2 separate regions of the Mus musculus genome follow, and region 1 is linked to region 2. A link is a contact called in public HiChIP or PLAC-seq data. All regions are on one chromosome and are shown on one strand. The core of a region is the stretch at or near the end of the contact, and the rest is flanking DNA. Distances in the headings are between cores, read along the strand shown.

Region 1 (2,700 bases), core at 72-2,571, 130 kb before region 2:
GAAACATTCAAATTGTCCTCGAAACTTCATAAGGTGTCATGGCATTTAGATGCCCATACACATACCCCAAATAAATATGCAAACATTAAAAATGTTAATTAAGAAGTCAGTTGCTATCAGTGAAGTGAGACATTTACTAAAACCTAAAGTTTCTAATTTCATGTGTGTATGAATTCATGGAGTAGGTATAATTCCCTTACATGCACATAGAACAATTCCATGTAGCTTTATCCTTTACTAGCCTACTTCTGAGGCCAGGTTCCATTCCTTTATGGCTGTGTGGATCTGAATAAGTTCCTTAAGGTCTGTTTTAAACTTTTTTCATTATTTTATTTTATGGGTGTTTTGCTGCAGGTATGTCTGTGCACCGTGTATGTGCCTGGTGCCTTTGGAGACCAGAAGACGACACTGGAACCTCTGGAACTGGAGTTACAGCTTGTAAACTGCCCTGTGGGTCCCGGGAATTGAACCTGTGTCTCCTGGAAGGACAGCTCGTGCTCTTAATCACTGAGCTGTCTCTGTAGCCTACCCTCTGCCTCCAAACTGTTTGTCTTTGGTTTTCTCAGCTACACTATGCTTTCTTTACTATGATAATTAAATAGGAAGTTGTATATAAAATCCTTATGATAGTACCTGCTGTCTAGTAGATGTTCAATATAGTCATTATTAAATTCATATCTTCAAAGAAGATTGAGTGGAAACTTTTATGTCAGTATATAATTATGAAGAGACAACTATAGTCTTCTCAAAACAAAAAATTTTGCAAGAGAATCTCACTATGGTAGCTCATCTGTCAGGGTACTCACAGAGATCCAATTGTCTCTGCTTCCAAGTGCAAATGCTTGAATTAAAGACATGTTTCAACATACCCAGATTCTTTACACACACACACACACACACACACACACACACACACACACACAGAGAGAAAGAGAGAGAGAGAGAGAGAGAGAGAGAAACATGTACACACATCTATCTCTCACACACCACGCAAATAAAATAAAAGTTAAAGTTGAGAAATGACGGTGATACAACTCATCCCTTCCAGACTTTCTTCTGACATACATCTGCAGGCGAGGTTCCTGGAAGTGACACAGGGTAAGGGGTGTGGCTTGGGGTGTGTGTGGGGAGATAAGAACAGCTCCCGATGTATCAGCCTCACAAATCTCCTGTGTGGGGACAGTTTCTGATTCAGAATCACTGCACAGATGTATTGGCAAAGAACCCGTCTCTCTCTCTCTCTCTCTCTCTCTCTCTCTCCTTTAACCAGAGTGATGACTCATGCTTAACCTTAATAAGAAAAGAGAGAGAGAGAGAGACAGGAAGTAGAAGCCCCAGGGCTGGAAGAGAGGCTCTAAACGCACTGCCTTTCACCTACTAGCAACTGCATCTGTACCGTAGAAATCAAAACCTCCCCTCAAACTGAGCCTACTGAATCAGAGGTGTATGAATCAGGGGCGGATGAACCAGGGGGTTGTTCTGTTGACATAAGAAAGGGCTTGGGAGATAAGTGATAGTTTGTTCCTTTCACAGACAGAGGTAGCCAGAGCCAGCCATGTGCACCCCACCCCCAGTTCACACTCTCAACCTTTGCTCAATGGTTTCATTCTCGGTAACGTTTCTTTCTGATAGGCAGCAACAAGTTGAAAACCATCAGTCCTTTGTGGTCAGAAGCTTCGTCTTTGTTAAGTTGATCTCACCTGATACCACTTGAGAGATGGTGGATCTAAAACGGTCTTCTGCGTGTGTTTGGGTATGCACACTTTTGTGGAGTACAGGTAGAGGGCAGAGGTCGACTTTGGGCAACCTCGTCTATTATTCTCCATGTTAGGCTTTGAGGCAGCATCTCTCACTGAACCTGGAGTTCTCTGTTTCAATTAGGTGGCCTGCCCAGTGAGTCCCTCTATGTCACCCTGAGCCCCATCTCAACCTTTTCAATGCTGGAGTTCCAGATATATATCACCACATTTAGCTTTTATGTGTGTACTGGGGGTATAAACTCAGGTCTTCATGCTCATACAGTGGGCTTTTTTACCTGTAGAGCCACCTCCTGAGGTCCTAGATCAGTCTTAAAACAGTTTAGGGATGTTTTCCACACTCTCTGGTGCTTTGCAGCAGCCTAGAAGACACCCCCACCCCTGCCATGTGCAATGCATGGCCCCTTTAGTTCTTTGGTTTGCTCTGTTGATTGCCAAAGTCCTGGGTACCACAAGGCATAGGCTTAGACTTTTCAAAATCTACTTTAATTAGAGTTTTTAAATGTTCCAAACTCCCTTCTAGCCCACCAACCGGAGAGTAGAGAGAAAGTCGTGGAGAAAGAAGGTTAATAGGAAAAGGGGTTGTGGACCTGTTTAGAAGTAGTTTTTTGGAGCAACTCCAACCTTTATTGTCAGGATACCAGCAGCCCAGTCCAATAGCAAACACCAAACATGAATCAGTAGCAGCAGCAGCTCGATCCAGCAGAAATCGCAAGGCTCCTCTGAATCTGCAGGGTCAGCAGAAATGGCAAGCATTGGCTGGAATACCGCGAGAAGCTCTTTGGTGAGTTTCTCTCTACGAAGTGGAGACCAGTGAAGACCAGCAAAGTGCTGCCCGACATGGCGATGCAAGAGCATCCTCTCAGAGTCTGTGGGGTTCTATTTATACTCTTTCTAAATGCCATGCACCCTCTCAAGCGCCTGTTCCAGCAAAACATCATAC
Region 2 (2,700 bases), core at 160-2,659:
CTCACAATATAGCGGGCTCTTCTGCTGAAGAGCAGGAAGAGTCCTGCAAGCAGGAAGCCTCCCACAGATCAGAGGCAGAAACACCCTGGGTGGCCCTCCAGGGACCAGGGCGGTACTGACTGACAGCAGAAAGCAGGAAAAGGAGTCTTACAAAAGAGCAGTACAACGGGGTCTTGGTGGCTCAGGAGGTTACTTGGGAGTGGGCAGGGAGGTAGACAAATGTCCCTCCCTGTGGCCTGGAACAGGAGATGCCAGTGCGAGGGGAACACACAAACATGGAGGTGAGCAGACAAGCTAGCTAGGGCTGCGACTCCTCCTATGCTGCCTCCTGACTTAGGCCTGTCAATTACTCAATTAATACAGCACCAATCACCAGCTGGGAGTGATGTGGGGTTTGGATCATGCCTTCTTAATAATAATCAGCAGATACCAAATTCATTCTACCCCACATAAATAAGAGTGCATTGGACACACAAATATAGCTTCAAGGCCAGCTCCCTATACGCCTTCCCAAACATGTGGCTTTTCTGAGCCTGACCAAAGTAGAAATCCAAGAACAACCTCCGAGGAATGACTGGTCACTTGCTGAGTCTACCCACATAGGACAGCTTCAGGCCTACAGATTCCTAGAGCAGCTACACAGGGCAGAGCCTGTTCTTCTTTGTCCCCTACTGTCTTCTCAGGGTGGGCTTCATATCACAGACACTCCATGTTACAAGGGCTGAGTGAATGAATGCTTTCCTGCCTTCTACCGTAAGCTAAGCCTTGCAACAAGGCTGTTTCTACTTATGACCGGCACTGGCTATTTCTGGGGCCCATGAGAAACAGTCATAACCCAGTTCTAACCAGTGATGAAGTATTAACAAGAAACTCAAGTATTTCAAAACTAGAACACATGAGAACCCATGGTTGCTACCCAAGAAAGTCTGGTTTTTACAACTGCATAACTGTCTACAGGGTGGGGTCGACTCACTCCACCTACAGACTTACAGCCTCAGATCCTCCCTGGATAACCATGTCTGTCAAGGTGAGTGCTTACCCAACCTCCCAGGTACTACCTGCAGGCACTGCAAAAACTACAGTGTTAGTTGGTTGGGGACTGAAGTTCTGCAGAAAGCCCAGCACATGGATTGGAGCTTCCACAGGATCCGGAACTTAGTACATGAGTTCAATTTCTCACTGTCACTTCATGAGTGCCAGTCTTCCTTTAGAACAAGAAGAAGGACAGGGATTTCACCAGACTCCCCCCTTTTCAGCTAAAACAGCAGAAGTCTTGGTACTTGAACTTGAAAGGGCAGAGGATTGGCAACTTGACCTACTGTAGTGAACAACCTGTAACTATGCAATCACCAGCTCCAACACTACCAGTCACTGTGAGCACACATGACTAAGGCTAACCCTGGTGAAGACTGGGGACTTCAAAGGAAATGACACCCGGTGCCACAAAACATCTGTCCAGATGTAAAAGTATAGGGGCTGCTTACCCTCCAGAATGTCAGGGGTGGTGACAGCTGTAAACAAGCCAATTATAGTTAAACAACCTCGAGGACAACGGTTTTAACTCTAGACACACCTAGTAGCCTGTGGACCAATCGAGACACGGGGGAAGAGAAACAGTTTCACCTTCTGACTCCCCCACCCACCCAACCCCATTCATAATCAAGACCATGTGACCCAGTAGCCCAAGAGATCAGAAACCCAAATCCTGTGCCTGGAGATGGTCCTCTGAACACCATCCCCAGGGATTGTCGGTTGAGGAAGTAAGCTCACACAACTTGGTCCAGACATCTGAATTTCACCCGTGGACCTATGTCCATAGCTACCAGCCTGAGAGAAAGATGGAGCATGCTGACAGGTTGGAAGCAAACAGAGCTGGAGAACACCAATGCCATGTTCTAGTTTGTTTTCTATTTCCATCTGAGCCAAAGGCAAACGAGAACAAATGACCCAGAAGCAGACCACATGGCATGAGAAGTAGTCATTGCTCAAGGAAAGGAAGAAACCTAGTTCCAGAGAGAGCAGAGGAAAATATCCTTGGGTGTTTCAGAAAAGGCCAGAAAACACATATGGTACACAAGAACAATTCTTTCTAACAACCCCTTTCTTTTCAGATGTATATACTGCACAGAGGGGAGATTGCTTGCTACAGTGTAACAGGCATGGCATAGAACGGCATAACCCAGGCAAGAAGCCACATACTTTCAGGTAGCCCCTTGCTGTGTGATCCAGGATAGATTGTTTAACCTCTCTGGAGCTCAGCTGTGCAAACTGTTCCAAGGAGGATGCAAACATCTTCACCTTCTGGGATTGTTTGGAGTACTGCAAGACATTTTGCCCAACAGGTATTTATCAGATAGCAGTGTGCACTTTCTGGGGCAGCAAGAACGAGTAAAGCATCCAGAGTGCACTTCAGTGAACTTCCAGCTTCTGCACCTGCCCATCCTGCAGAACGGACACATTCAGACTCCAACAATGATCAACCAGGCACACTGATGCTAGCAGAGGCCTCTGCAGACAGACCATCATCTCCTTTGTCTTCTCCTCTTCTCTCCTAGCCTGTAGCCTTGGGGGGTCTCTTCTCCTTGACCAGGATGGCAGAGTATCAGAGCACAGGGAGATGATGGCATGATGGGAGCTGAGTGTGCCTCCTTCCCAATCCAGCTGATGGTAGCACCTCAGGATGCACTTGGGACTGGCTCA

What was found. HiChIP or PLAC-seq counts read pairs in DNA pulled down with a chosen protein or histone mark.
Region 1: a BATF HiChIP or PLAC-seq map of CD8 T cells shows a contact between it and region 2, with 32 read pairs. The contact joins two enhancer-like sites. A contact is called at or near these places in 1 of 15 datasets of contacts at CTCF or cohesin (CD8 T cells), 16 of 484 Hi-C or Micro-C datasets (the HL-1 cell line, Sertoli cells, Th1 cells and 11 more) and 5 of 115 datasets of contacts at active chromatin or transcription factors (CD8 T cells, Th17 cells, fibro-adipogenic progenitors and 1 more).

The regions. Positions count from the first base shown.
Region 1 is chr12:73,841,027-73,843,726 of GRCm38.p6, reverse strand. No RefSeq gene overlaps it. Among named protein-coding and RNA genes, the nearest start is that of Gm8075, 47 kb to the right of the region's middle. Within about 2 kb of position 1,321, at least 95 of the 459 cell types and tissues checked have an H3K27ac peak or open chromatin away from gene starts, as enhancers often do. A contact at or near this core is called in CD8 T cells, Th1 cells, Th17 cells and 2 more, where this site is marked.
Region 2 is chr12:73,709,785-73,712,484 of GRCm38.p6, reverse strand. The region is part of intron 9 of Prkch (protein kinase C, eta); the gene reads right to left. Among named protein-coding and RNA genes, the nearest start is that of Gm34189, 71 kb to the left of the region's middle. Within about 2 kb of position 1,409, at least 22 of the 459 cell types and tissues checked have an H3K27ac peak or open chromatin away from gene starts, as enhancers often do. A contact at or near this core is called in CD8 T cells, Th1 cells, Th17 cells and 2 more, where this site is marked.